3 separate regions of the Mus musculus genome follow, and regions 2 and 3 are each linked to region 1. Evidence: chromatin contacts called from public Hi-C data. All regions are on one chromosome and are shown on one strand. The core of a region is the stretch at or near the end of the contact, and the rest is flanking DNA. Distances in the headings are between cores, read along the strand shown.

What was found. Hi-C and Micro-C count contacts between places; a contact is called where the count stands out from the background.
Region 2: a Hi-C map of the C2C12 cell line shows a contact between it and region 1, with 8 times the contacts expected there. The contact joins two enhancer-like sites. A contact is called at or near these places in 11 of 39 promoter capture datasets (the 3T3-L1 cell line, 3T3-L1-derived adipocytes, the HPC-7 cell line and 8 more), 35 of 484 Hi-C or Micro-C datasets (the 3T3-L1 cell line, 3T3-L1-derived adipocytes, the C2C12 cell line and 22 more), 4 of 115 datasets of contacts at active chromatin or transcription factors (the NIH/3T3 cell line, heart atrium, pancreatic cancer cells and 1 more) and 3 of 9 other capture datasets (adipose tissue, embryonic stem cells and liver).
Region 3: a Hi-C map of cerebral cortex shows a contact between it and region 1, with 2.1 times the contacts expected there. The contact joins two enhancer-like sites. A contact is called at or near these places in 10 of 484 Hi-C or Micro-C datasets (the C2C12 cell line, the N1E-115 cell line, cerebral cortex and 4 more), 2 of 115 datasets of contacts at active chromatin or transcription factors (heart atrium and pancreatic cancer cells) and 2 of 9 other capture datasets (adipose tissue and pancreatic islet).

What each region holds. Positions count from the first base shown.
Region 1 is chr13:97,773,503-97,776,958 of GRCm38.p6, reverse strand. No RefSeq gene overlaps it. Among named protein-coding and RNA genes, the nearest start is that of Rps18-ps4, 24 kb to the right of the region's middle. Within about 2 kb of position 1,743, at least 96 of the 459 cell types and tissues checked have an H3K27ac peak or open chromatin away from gene starts, as enhancers often do. A contact at or near this core is called in the C2C12 cell line, cerebral cortex and heart atrium, where this site is marked.
Region 2 is chr13:97,936,844-97,940,507 of GRCm38.p6, reverse strand. Arhgef28 (Rho guanine nucleotide exchange factor (GEF) 28) reads left to right here. Exons shown (of 36, transcript NM_012026.2): 31 at 948-1,048; 32 at 3,647-3,664. Among named protein-coding and RNA genes, the nearest start is that of Gm34388, 45 kb to the right of the region's middle. Within about 2 kb of position 1,352, at least 61 of the 459 cell types and tissues checked have an H3K27ac peak or open chromatin away from gene starts, as enhancers often do. A contact at or near this core is called in the C2C12 cell line and heart atrium, where this site is marked.
Region 3 is chr13:97,548,188-97,551,800 of GRCm38.p6, reverse strand. No RefSeq gene overlaps it. Among named protein-coding and RNA genes, the nearest start is that of Gm5086, 10 kb to the left of the region's middle. Within about 2 kb of position 1,435, at least 35 of the 459 cell types and tissues checked have an H3K27ac peak or open chromatin away from gene starts, as enhancers often do. A contact at or near this core is called in cerebral cortex, where this site is marked.

The DNA.
Region 1 (3,456 bases), core at 494-2,993:
CAGTCTCCCACAGAGTTGGCGTCTCCCTCAGCCACATTCTTGTTTTGACCTGGACCCTTTCCAATGGCTTTCTGCCTGGCCAAGGTTTCAGCTATTCAACAATGGCCACCAGTGCTCTCTGTCACCATTGGCACCCTGACAGCTTCACAGTGTCTTGTAATTAGAAAGAAAAACACTCCCTCCCTCTGAGCCATCTTCAGATGAGGGTACCATAGCTGGCTCCTTGGGCCTCAGGTTATTGGAAGCTTTATTGCAACACCTGTTAGCTTCCCTATTCAGCTTCTACTCTTCAAGGGGTGGACCGGTACCACCAGGACATCAGCAGCTGGGAGGACTCGTGTTGCTTAGACTTCTGTTTAGGAGCACGGAGAGAGGAAACTCAAGTGCGCAGAGCAATATTGTGACGATTTAAAGTTTACGTTTTCCGTTAGAAAGGTGGAATACATTTTGAAAGTTGAAAATGTTGAAAAGTGACTCAGTTGTGCTTATTACTTACAGTTCCAAGAGACATAATACACCAAACACTGCTGTGTCTCTATACATTTCTCTAGGAAGCTCATAATTCCAAGTTTACAACAATTTCACAAACCTTTATTTTGACAGGGTTTCAAGAGCGCTACAGAAAATCAGCTGAGAGTCTAGTAGAATTCTTGGAATGGAAGTCTTTGAGTCTTTGAGGGGGTTCTTTCCCCATCCAGGGGTGGAACCAAGATCTTCTTGGAGTATGAGGACGTTCAGGACGATGGTGACGGGTCACCAAGACTGCTCCTTGTTCTTTGCTGCAGCAGTTATGATTTAATCTTTACAGTTTGACTTTACCCTGTGGTTTCATGTGTCTTCCAATCTGCATCGCCAGCCTTGGTCTCTGCTGAACGCTCGGTGTGTGGCAGTCCAGATCACACCTAGCAGGCATCCGTCTTTATCCACAGCTCTGTGTCTGAAGACAGATTCACTCTTCCCTCTTCTCCCCCAACCAGCTCCAGGTCAGGTGTTGCCTACTTGGGAAATGGCGACATTTTGCTAGTCTGTAGGAAACATGCTAAATAATTTTCAAAGAAGAGAGAGGATTTAGAAACTTGTTTACTTCCTGGAACTGAGATGAGAGCATCTCCCTTTTTCTCATTGCTTCAAAAGATGCATATACATATGAATGCATGTATGTATGAATGCACATATTATGAATGCATGTACGTGTGAATGCATGTATGTATGATTTGTACATGTTTGTGTGTGGGTGCACTGTGCTATGGCACTGTCATGGAGGCAAATGGGCAACTTGTGGCAGTCAGTTCTCTCCTTCCACCATGTGAGCCCTGGGGAACAAACTCTAGTCATCAGGATTGGTGGCAAGTTCCATCACCCATTGAATGATCCCACCAGCTCCCCTCTTACTGTTTTTAAACAGAGAGAATCTAACAAAGCAGAACCATTGCAGAAAATTATAGTAGCTTCAGGAAAAGGAGAGAGAGAGAGAGAGAGAGAGAGAGAGAGAGAGAGAGAGAGAGAGAGAGATGAAGGAATGACTTTGTCTTTGTGTTGAGATGGGGTTAGGCAGGGATTCCAGAGCCAGATGCCATTTTGGAATGAAGTCAGTGGCCATTGCTCCGGCATTCCCAGCATCCCAGGGGAGCAGGAGTTGGGCGTTCACTACTGGTGATGCAGCATCTCCAGCCAGCACGGCTCCATGCAGCTGGGCACCAAGCATGCTGATGACGTCACCGAGCACAGCTGCTGCAATATCTGCTTTGGAGTTTGTTCCCAGCCTGGCTTAGACTTGGCATTGTTCTGGCTGGGCCTGAGCAGTCAGTGGAAGTCTTTAGGCACATTCTGTGCTTTCTAGGCTTGTCCAGGATACAATTTACTTCTCTGATCTATTTATCCCGAAAAAGGAGGTTGCAGCCGCTGCTGTTGCTCGTAATTCTTTCTTCATGGTGTCTTTCCACACCAGTGTCAAGAGAGAGAATGTGGACTGACAGCTGATTCTCCCTGACTCTTTGTCTTCCAGTTCAATGATACACATTAGCAGAGACTGAGCTGTCCCGGGGGAGAGCAGACTCCACACCCAGGCAATCTGGCTTTGAATCCTACTCCCACCATCTGATGAGCTATATGATATTGAGCAAAAGACTTAATTTCCCTAAGTCTCAATTACTTCATTTATTAAAAGTAAATACTAATCTTACACGACTATTTTAGTAGTGTGCTTGACCTATGCAATTGTAGTTATTGTAGCTTTTCTTACTGATGATTCATTTCATAACATTTATAGTAAAACTAAAAGTCTATCATTTCTAAGATGTATCTTTAACCTAGTAGCCATTTGTTATGTAATTGTAACATCAACCATTAATTTCACTTTCATTAGAGCATGTGCCATAGACGAAGCTGAGATTTTTGTTTTTTTTTTGCTATATTTAACAACTAAGCTTTAATAATCAGCCCAAGATCTCAGAGTTTTTAGAAGTAGAATCAAAACTTTGTCAGATTCTGCTCTGTTCTTTTTTCTATTGTTCCACGGTGATTTGGACTTTGAATAGGTTGTTCAATCGATATTTGTTGAAAGTTGCCTTGGCACTAGAAGGAGAGGGATGAAATCAGGTGTGAAGAACTAGCTGTCAATAGCGAAGCTGTAGAGGGAAGCTGATTTAAGGCCATTCCCCCAAGAGCTGGGTTCTTCATACAAGGCACACATGTTGCTACTTTATGTGCTCTGAGTGCAATGCATCTGTATGTGAAACCTGAAGGCATCTTTATAAATCATGGTACCCTGTACAATGGATACATGACATGACAAAAGTTTGTAAATCAGTTATTTGGGAATTCATAAAATGTTCTCTGATCCTAGCCACTTATCTCCCGGGTCCTCTCGGACCCATTCCTATTCTCTACTGCCCAACTTTGTATCATTTGTTTTTTCTTTCTTAAATACCAACCAAGTCCAATCTGTGCTGTCTGTATATTCTTGGATGTATGGCCTTCCACTGGAGTGTGGGTGACTTATCAGGAGCTACATCTATAAAGAAAACTGACTCTTTCTTTCTCCCAGCAGCTCTCCATGGCCAATAGATCCTCAGCTAGGGGAAGAATTTGATCTTCGACTCCTCTCTCCATGGCGGTATTGGACAGGCTTGAGCTTGCACAGATGAGGGCAAGATATTATAGCCACTGTGAGTTTGTATGTATAGCTGCCCTGCTCTATCCGGACAACATTGTTTCCTTATGTCTGTCTACTGCCTTTGGCTTTTACAGTCTTCATGTCTCCTCTTCCATAATGATCTCTAAGCCCTGGGGAACAGGAGGCATGATCAAGTTTTCTCATTTAGGTCTAAATGTTTCACAGTCCCTTATTCTCTGCACCTTGATCAGGTGCGGGTCTCTACGTTAACTTCTTTTTATTTCAAATAGAAGCTCTTCAGAGGGTTAAAAAATGAATTAATATATGAATATAACAAGGAG
Region 2 (3,664 bases), core at 103-2,602, 160 kb before region 1:
TGGTGATACATGTGATTTTTAAAATTTAAACAAAGAGAAAGGGGCAGCCCCTTGTTAGAAATAAAGATGCGTGATGATACCATATTTTTAAAAGAAGTTTATAAACATCACAAAATGAGTATTTTGGTCAGGATCCTGGTCAGATATTGCTCCAATGAAGTTGGGGGTGGGGTGGGGTGGAGCAGCCTTGAGAAGCCTGGTTTAAGTCAGGAAAAGGTGAACATAGCCTAAGTTTTAACTGAAATCCATAAAGCAATGATGAAATCCTGCCGACCGAGGTTTCACCGGTAAAGGTAAATTTGTATTTGGTACTTAACATCTCTGGATGTGTTTTCCTAGGTCAAATGTATTTACAGTGTTAAAGCTTAAGTGGGAAGTGTGAGCAAAGCTGGAAATGAGGAGAAACTGAGGCAGGCTCTCAGTTTTTATGACTCTGAGACCATAAAGTGTTAGCTGCCTCCAGCCTTCTTAGATCAGTGCCCTCTGGACCTGCGTTCTAAACCTTGTCCATCAGCTGCTGCTCTTGTACTGGCCTCGAGGGAGCCTTTTATGGACCTGGGTCTGCCAAGAGACCTTGCTGTAATTCCACTGGGCACCTGTTTTAAATTACTTCTTTCCCAGGCAGCTTTGTCCTATTAAATGAAAGCGAGATGTAGACTCGGTACCACAAACAGCCCATGGACACATGAGCCCAAGAAAGAAGCGCAGTTAAAATGGCAGGTGGCAAAGGATGCTGCTTGGTGTCTCTTAGCCTGTAAGCTCCGGGAGAGCAGGGACTGCGGGCTTCCTTGCGATCTCTAGCGCCCCCTGTAGGTTCATTCAGTATGTATTATCTCGTGATGACTCCTTTTTTTGAAGTGTGCTTCAGTTGTGGGCAGAAGAATGTAATTGGCCGGCTGACGTTTGATGTTGTCCTTTTTGTTTCTGTCTCAATGGCGTGCTTCCAGCATTAGTCACAGAAGGGACAGAAGGAAGAGGCTGTTGGGATGTGGATCCCGGGCTCCAGGGTGTGGTAACCGACTTGGCAGTCTCTGATGCAGGGGAGAAGGTATTGTTAATTGTTAACCAACTTGCTAGTAACCAGAACCTATTGCTTTTGTATACAAAGTAGATTCAGCTCTCTGGCAATGAGTGGATTGAAAATACCTTTTTCTGAATTGTTTCTGATTTATTTAAATATCTATATTGAAACTTTCTAAACTATTTCTTCTTTAAATGTTCGTGGTTTTTATATATCATGTTAAAAAGAAAATCAACTGAGACGTTATTAAAAACCAAAACGAAAAGCTTGACAACCCTCCTGTGTATATGTGTGTCTGCACTCTCTGACTTCCGGCCTACTCTCTGCATTGCAAACCTTTGCTTTTCTCACTGCTTCTGGCAACTCCCTGTTTGAGAGGTGACCCGACACTGGGACGCTTCACCACCAGATGGCGCCCGTGAGCTGAACTGATTTCCACTTTGGGACGTCTTGCTTCTGTTCTCTACTGTGATCCTCTGCTCTTCACCTGTATCCCACCTTCCTCTCGCAGACTTGGAATCCACGTAACCACCCTTTGCCCGTGCTACGATGTTCTCTGATTCCTAATATATGTAGGCTGGACCTCTCTGTGTAGAAATTATATGCATACAGCTTCCTATTAGCTTGACGTGTGTGATTTCATAAGAGGGGAGGAAGAGCTCGGTGCTCCTGGGAGGTGGGGAGTCAGGTCAAGGGTTTTTACTTTGTCTAGCATTGATTTAGCTCCATTACCAAGTATTAATGCGCACCAGTGTGGGACTACGACATGTTACAGATGCAACATCTTACTGTTACATGTTTTCCAGATACGTGGCATAGGACAGAACCAGTCTGGCTCTCAGAACTTCACAGAAAAGTCAGCTCTGACTTAGTATTCATTTGCAAAGCTCAGAGGCCCAAGTTAATTTATGAATACAGAATTTTACTCTACTTACTCTGATTGTAAGCTTTGAGCTAGTTTGCCTTAGCTTGTCTGCGCTTCTCCGTGTGATCTTCACTTTGAAGCGTGAAGCCAGTAGCTTACAATCGCTCCTAGGTTGTTTGGGAAGAAAGATAATTGGTCGATGCAGCCTAGTTCTGCACAGAAAATGGCTTGACTCTGACTCCTGACTCAGTTACAGGTGGAGAAGTGAGTTCAGGTTTTAACCTCTGGAAACTCTGACACTTGATGGGGCCTTTTGAGAATGGAAATAAACAGATAAAGCAAGTATATAGTGATGTCTTGGCGTCAGCGTCCTTTAAAAGATTAGATTAAAACAAAATTCTGAAAGAATTAAAAACAATACCCAAGGGTAGAAATTCTCCTCGCATGGATCAACTGTAGTTATACAGTACCACCACCAGGTGGCGCATGAAGTCCATTAAAAAGACAATGTACACTTTCTTCTGTCTTCCCAAACCCAGAGGTTCGAGCAGTAACCAAATGTCGCACAATCCAACCCATTTCTACATGTTTGCTTCTTGGTAGAATATAAAATTTGGAAATATCATGGTTTTTTGTTTTTGTTTTTTGTTTTTCCACTAAAGCAGTGGATGGGCCAAGAAGGGCTCATAGGAAACGCAAGAACTTAACCACCAAACCAGAGTATATTCCGTACATTTGGGCAGAGTTCTAAAGTACCGACATGCTTCTCTCTATTCTACCTTTGTCCCTTCCCTGTTAATGGACTGATTAGCAACAAAGTCTGTAGTGACAGTATGAAGGCAAAGGAAATGGGGCTCGCTCACCAGCAGCTTAAGCTCCCAGCCTCCTTGAAGCAACATGGTTGACTTTGTTTAGGGCTGAACATGACGTGTGCTCAGACAGAAGCAAGCATCATCCAGGAGGCTGTAGGCTCTTAGAGGCTAGGGAAATGAATGGTTTCCTAGTTCACAAAATGTGGAGTTTGTAGCATTCATGGCTACTTATTAAAGAGAATGCGAGCAAGTGTAACTTATACTCATTTATTTGTTGAGTGTCCCTTACAATGTGAAACACCAGCCTTAGGTTTGCAGATATAATATTCAATACATAAATTGGTTTACTAATGGGAGAAGCCATACGGCACATAAACAAATGCTTAATGCAATTTTGGGAACTAGAGCTCTCCGCATGTACATATTCCCCGATGTTCCCTGGTGTGAAAGAGACAAAGTCTGAGGCCCCATCCATCCCCAAGGACAAGATGGCCAGCATCCTCTGGCTTCACTCATGGGTTTGGAGCTGGCTGGTGATGAATTGAGGTGGGATCTGGAGACACCAACTAAGCGCTTCCCTTGGGCCGTCTCTCTCTAACCACCGGCTACTTGGGTATCATGATTCTCCAACGTTGATATCGGGGAGCTAGAGTCCCTGTGCTGTCCTGTAGCCCCCAGAGAGCCAGGTGCAACAACCTCCCCTGGCGTTTCTTTACCATCATCTATGCCATGGTAAGGGATGGTTGGGTAAGAGTTGTCACACACCTCTGAGTTTGAACGAGTGAGACCTGTATTGTCAAATGGCTGCTTAATTCTCCAGCCTGGGAGGAGATGGTTACTGTAGCCGAGGTGATGGAGTTGAGACAGGGAAGCCCATAGATCAGGAATACTTGATAGCTTCCAAACGTCGGGTGGCTGTTCATTTTCTCGTGTTTTTATGTGTTTTAGGTGGAATATAGAAGTTTC
Region 3 (3,613 bases), core at 186-2,685, 220 kb after region 1:
AGAATTTTCTGTCTCACAAAGATCTCATTTAAAAAATTATAACTGGGAAAAGGCATCTTTATTATCTGCTTATTGATTTAGCTAGTATTGTTTATTTTTAAGTGCTTTGGGAAAGATACATGATAACTAACTGACCCATTTGTAAGAACAGGGAATCTACAGTCATGAAATAGCCATCTACATGAACTAGAAACTCTCAAACAGAGGGTTTTTCTGGCAACTGCTGAGTGACCTTTAGTCAGTAACTAAGTAGTAATTGTCTGCCTCACCCCCAGTTCATGCCTAGTCCACTTTACCTGAAAACCTCCACTCACTGATGATCATCCTAAGGAAGTTGAAATCAAGATTCTTGTCACGTGCCAGCATCTGACTCTAGGTACTGGCTTCTTCAAGCACGGTGAAGCCAAGACCTCTGAAGACCAAATTCATTGGTTCCCACTTTGCTGCGACTGCAGTATCTGACCACAAGATTTCAGGTGCTGGGCTTCCTGAGCACAGAGGTCCCACCTCATTCCTCTTTGCAGCTCTCTCCCTGTCCTTCCTTCTAACCCAAACTCGGAGCAGGTTCTGTCGTGATGTTGGTACCATTTGAGAAGACACAGTGGCATCCATGTTCTGTGTCCCGAGTGGGCATATGTGTGCTTTGTCAACACTCAGCTTCCAGGTGTCTTTCTTGTGGAGGCAGCCTCTGTTTCACTGGGAAGCTCACCTCTTATTTTCAGCCTTTGTTATTCTAGGGGAGATGACTCATCCTGACATATGATTCACAGCATCTGAAGAGACCATTGTACTGAGCATATGACTATCAGAGTCAATGAGGGAAGATTGGGGTCCTAGTGAGTACTGAGAGATCTGTGAGGGAAACAGCTGTCCTTCTTTCTGTCTTTGAAGCTGACAATCATCTTGACATGGAATAGAAGTGAGGTTTTTTTTTTTTTTAATCTTACAACAACAAATAAAATAGCTGTCAAAATATCACAGTAGTGGAAAGAGCCAATTGGAGGGAAATCTTTCTTTCTGTCCAAGAGAATGAAATCTCTGGTCTAGATGGAGAGCTAACACGCAATTGGGCAGGTTGGGTGATCTGGTTAAGGGACCACCCCCAGGAAGGCAAGTTCACCCTAAACCCTGCTGAAGAGGAGGGAGGAATAATTATCCTTTTAATGAGATACGGTACTTTTCCTTCATTTCCACCTGCTAGCACAGTCCTACAAGGCAATGTAAAGTTCTGCTCTGTCTACCCACCTTTGTTTAGACTCAGAAAGGCTTAGCTTTTCTTTTGTCTTCTTTTTCTGTCTCTCTCTTTGAGCTGCTGAGGAGCCTAAGTGTGATTTTTTTCCTGGTACTTTGGGTTTCCTTACTCTCTCCTCCCCACCATGTGGCTGCTCCTCTGCCATATGGCTGAGGCTCCATGCTGGCTGAGCTGCTTCACCCTTTTCCTTCTCCTCTCCAAGCTCCTCCTCGGGCAGCTGCCAAGGTTTAGTTTTCCTGCTCTTGGGAGGGAGTGGTGGTTTCTTCTCGTGGCCTTCCTTTTTTAAGATTTCTTCTCATGGGCTGGTGAGATGGCTCAGTGGGTAAGAGCACCCGACTGCTCTTCCGAAGGTCCGAAGTTCAAATCCCAGCAACCACATGGTGGCTCACAACCACCCGTAATGAGATCTGATGCCCTCTTCTGGTGTGTCTGAAGACAGCTATAGTGTACTTACATATAATAAATAAATAAATCTTTAAAAAAAAAAAAAAAAGATTTCTTCTCATTAGGTAGTATTGGGGAATGTGATGTCTATACATCACGTGTGTGGCTATGTGTGGGACTGTGGGTGCCCATGCATCCGGAGGCATCAGATCTCCCAGGGTTTCTTCTGTTAATGCTTGCCCCGCTGCCTGCTATGAGCTATCTAACCTGGGTGGTGGGCACCGAACATGGATTCTTTGAAGAAACAGTACACTCTCTTAATCCCTGAGCCAGACCAAGATTTTTCAAGAAAATTGTCCCCCAAGCTTCTGTTTGAGTCTGTCATTAAATTATTTTATGAATGGGATTAAGAACCCCAAAAGGGACTTTGATTTCCCCTGTACCTACGTGCTGGCTCCTGTGGAACTCACTGAAATTCCAGTCAACAGTGACAACAGGTGAGATTGCCGTCGGCCCCAAAGGTACTTTTCCAATGAGCACTGACGATACCCTGCTGACAGTATTTAGCTTTTCTGGCAGTCTTTCATTTTTCTGTCACTTAGGACTGGCACAGAGCCCTGAGAGACACCCACTTTGCCACTAAACTGCAAAAATGATCATGTCTACTAGGGAGTTTGAGAAGGGGCTACTTGGGCGTAGGGTGGGGCTGTTCATGCTGATGTTGGAAAAGAGTGCAGCCTGGGAACCGGAAGCCAAGAGCAATGGCTTCCAGTTGAGTGTGTTTTCCTTTTCCACACACGTTGTCTTCTGTGAGCAATAGTCATTAAGAGTAGCCATCTACTCTGTGAGTGCCTTAACAGTGCAACTGGGCCAGAGGAGCTTGCGAATGAGTCACCTGCCAGGGAGTGTGCTGAGGGGCCATCTTCAAAGCCACTGAGAAGGCCTCTCCTAAAAGACGGAGGGTAGACCAGGCAGCTGTGGCAGAGTTGCCAGCAACTGGCAGGACCATGGCAGCTATAGAACATTCTAGTCACGCATAGTCTTTCCACAGAAGATATGGCGGCAGTGAAGAGAGACTATGCCTCCTCCAGATTCAAAGATGGATTTATTTCCAGAAGTATCTGCCCTTGCTGGATTTGGGTAACGCGGTTTCATCACTAGGTTCCATCAATGCATTGTCCAGACTGGGGTGGGGAGTAATTCCGAGTAGAGAAAATGCTTAGCATTCTTAACACACTAGGTTATGTTCCCAGGACTGTAGAAAAATGAAATGCCAGTGGGCTGTGCCCATTGCTTAGTGAGTGTCTCTGATATTGTTAACTTGAAGAAACTTGAAGTATGGGCCTCTGCTCTGGTCTCTTCCTCCAATGTTGATGTTTTTCTCAACTAAAAATAGTAGCTTCCTGCTTCCCTGCGATCAGGCGCCTTCAACATCAATGTTGAAATATTTACTTCAGCTGCAGGAAAACGAGTCTGTTATGTCTCCACGGCTCGGCTGGCGGAAGCAAAGTTTTCTTGGCAACACCCCTGCAGCAGCCTGCAGGAAAGGGTCACCCGAATCTACAAAGGGGCAATCGGCAAAGACTGCCTTTCTTCTCTCTTCTTTTTCCCATTTAGCTCTGAGCTATGAACATGCTTAAAAGCACAAGTGAGGGGGCCAGCTCTGAATGCTCTTTGTTCTCAGAGATAAGTTCAAAGATATCAAAAGTCACCCTCTAAGGCTGCAGGGAAAATGCTTTCTTTCTACTTAGCTTTTTTTTTTTTTTTTTTTTTCAAAAAAGTTGAAAGTCTACAGGCTTCCCAGAAATTCAAAGGTAAGAACCAAGAAGGTAGCTGAAGATTGTTTCCTGACATTGGAAAAATAGTTTTCCTTTTCTTCTTCTTCTTCGTTTTTTTTTCCTTTTTTCTCCCACTGCCCCCCAACCCCCACAGGCAAATCATATTCATGCAGCTGTGCCTTCAGAACAATTAGACACA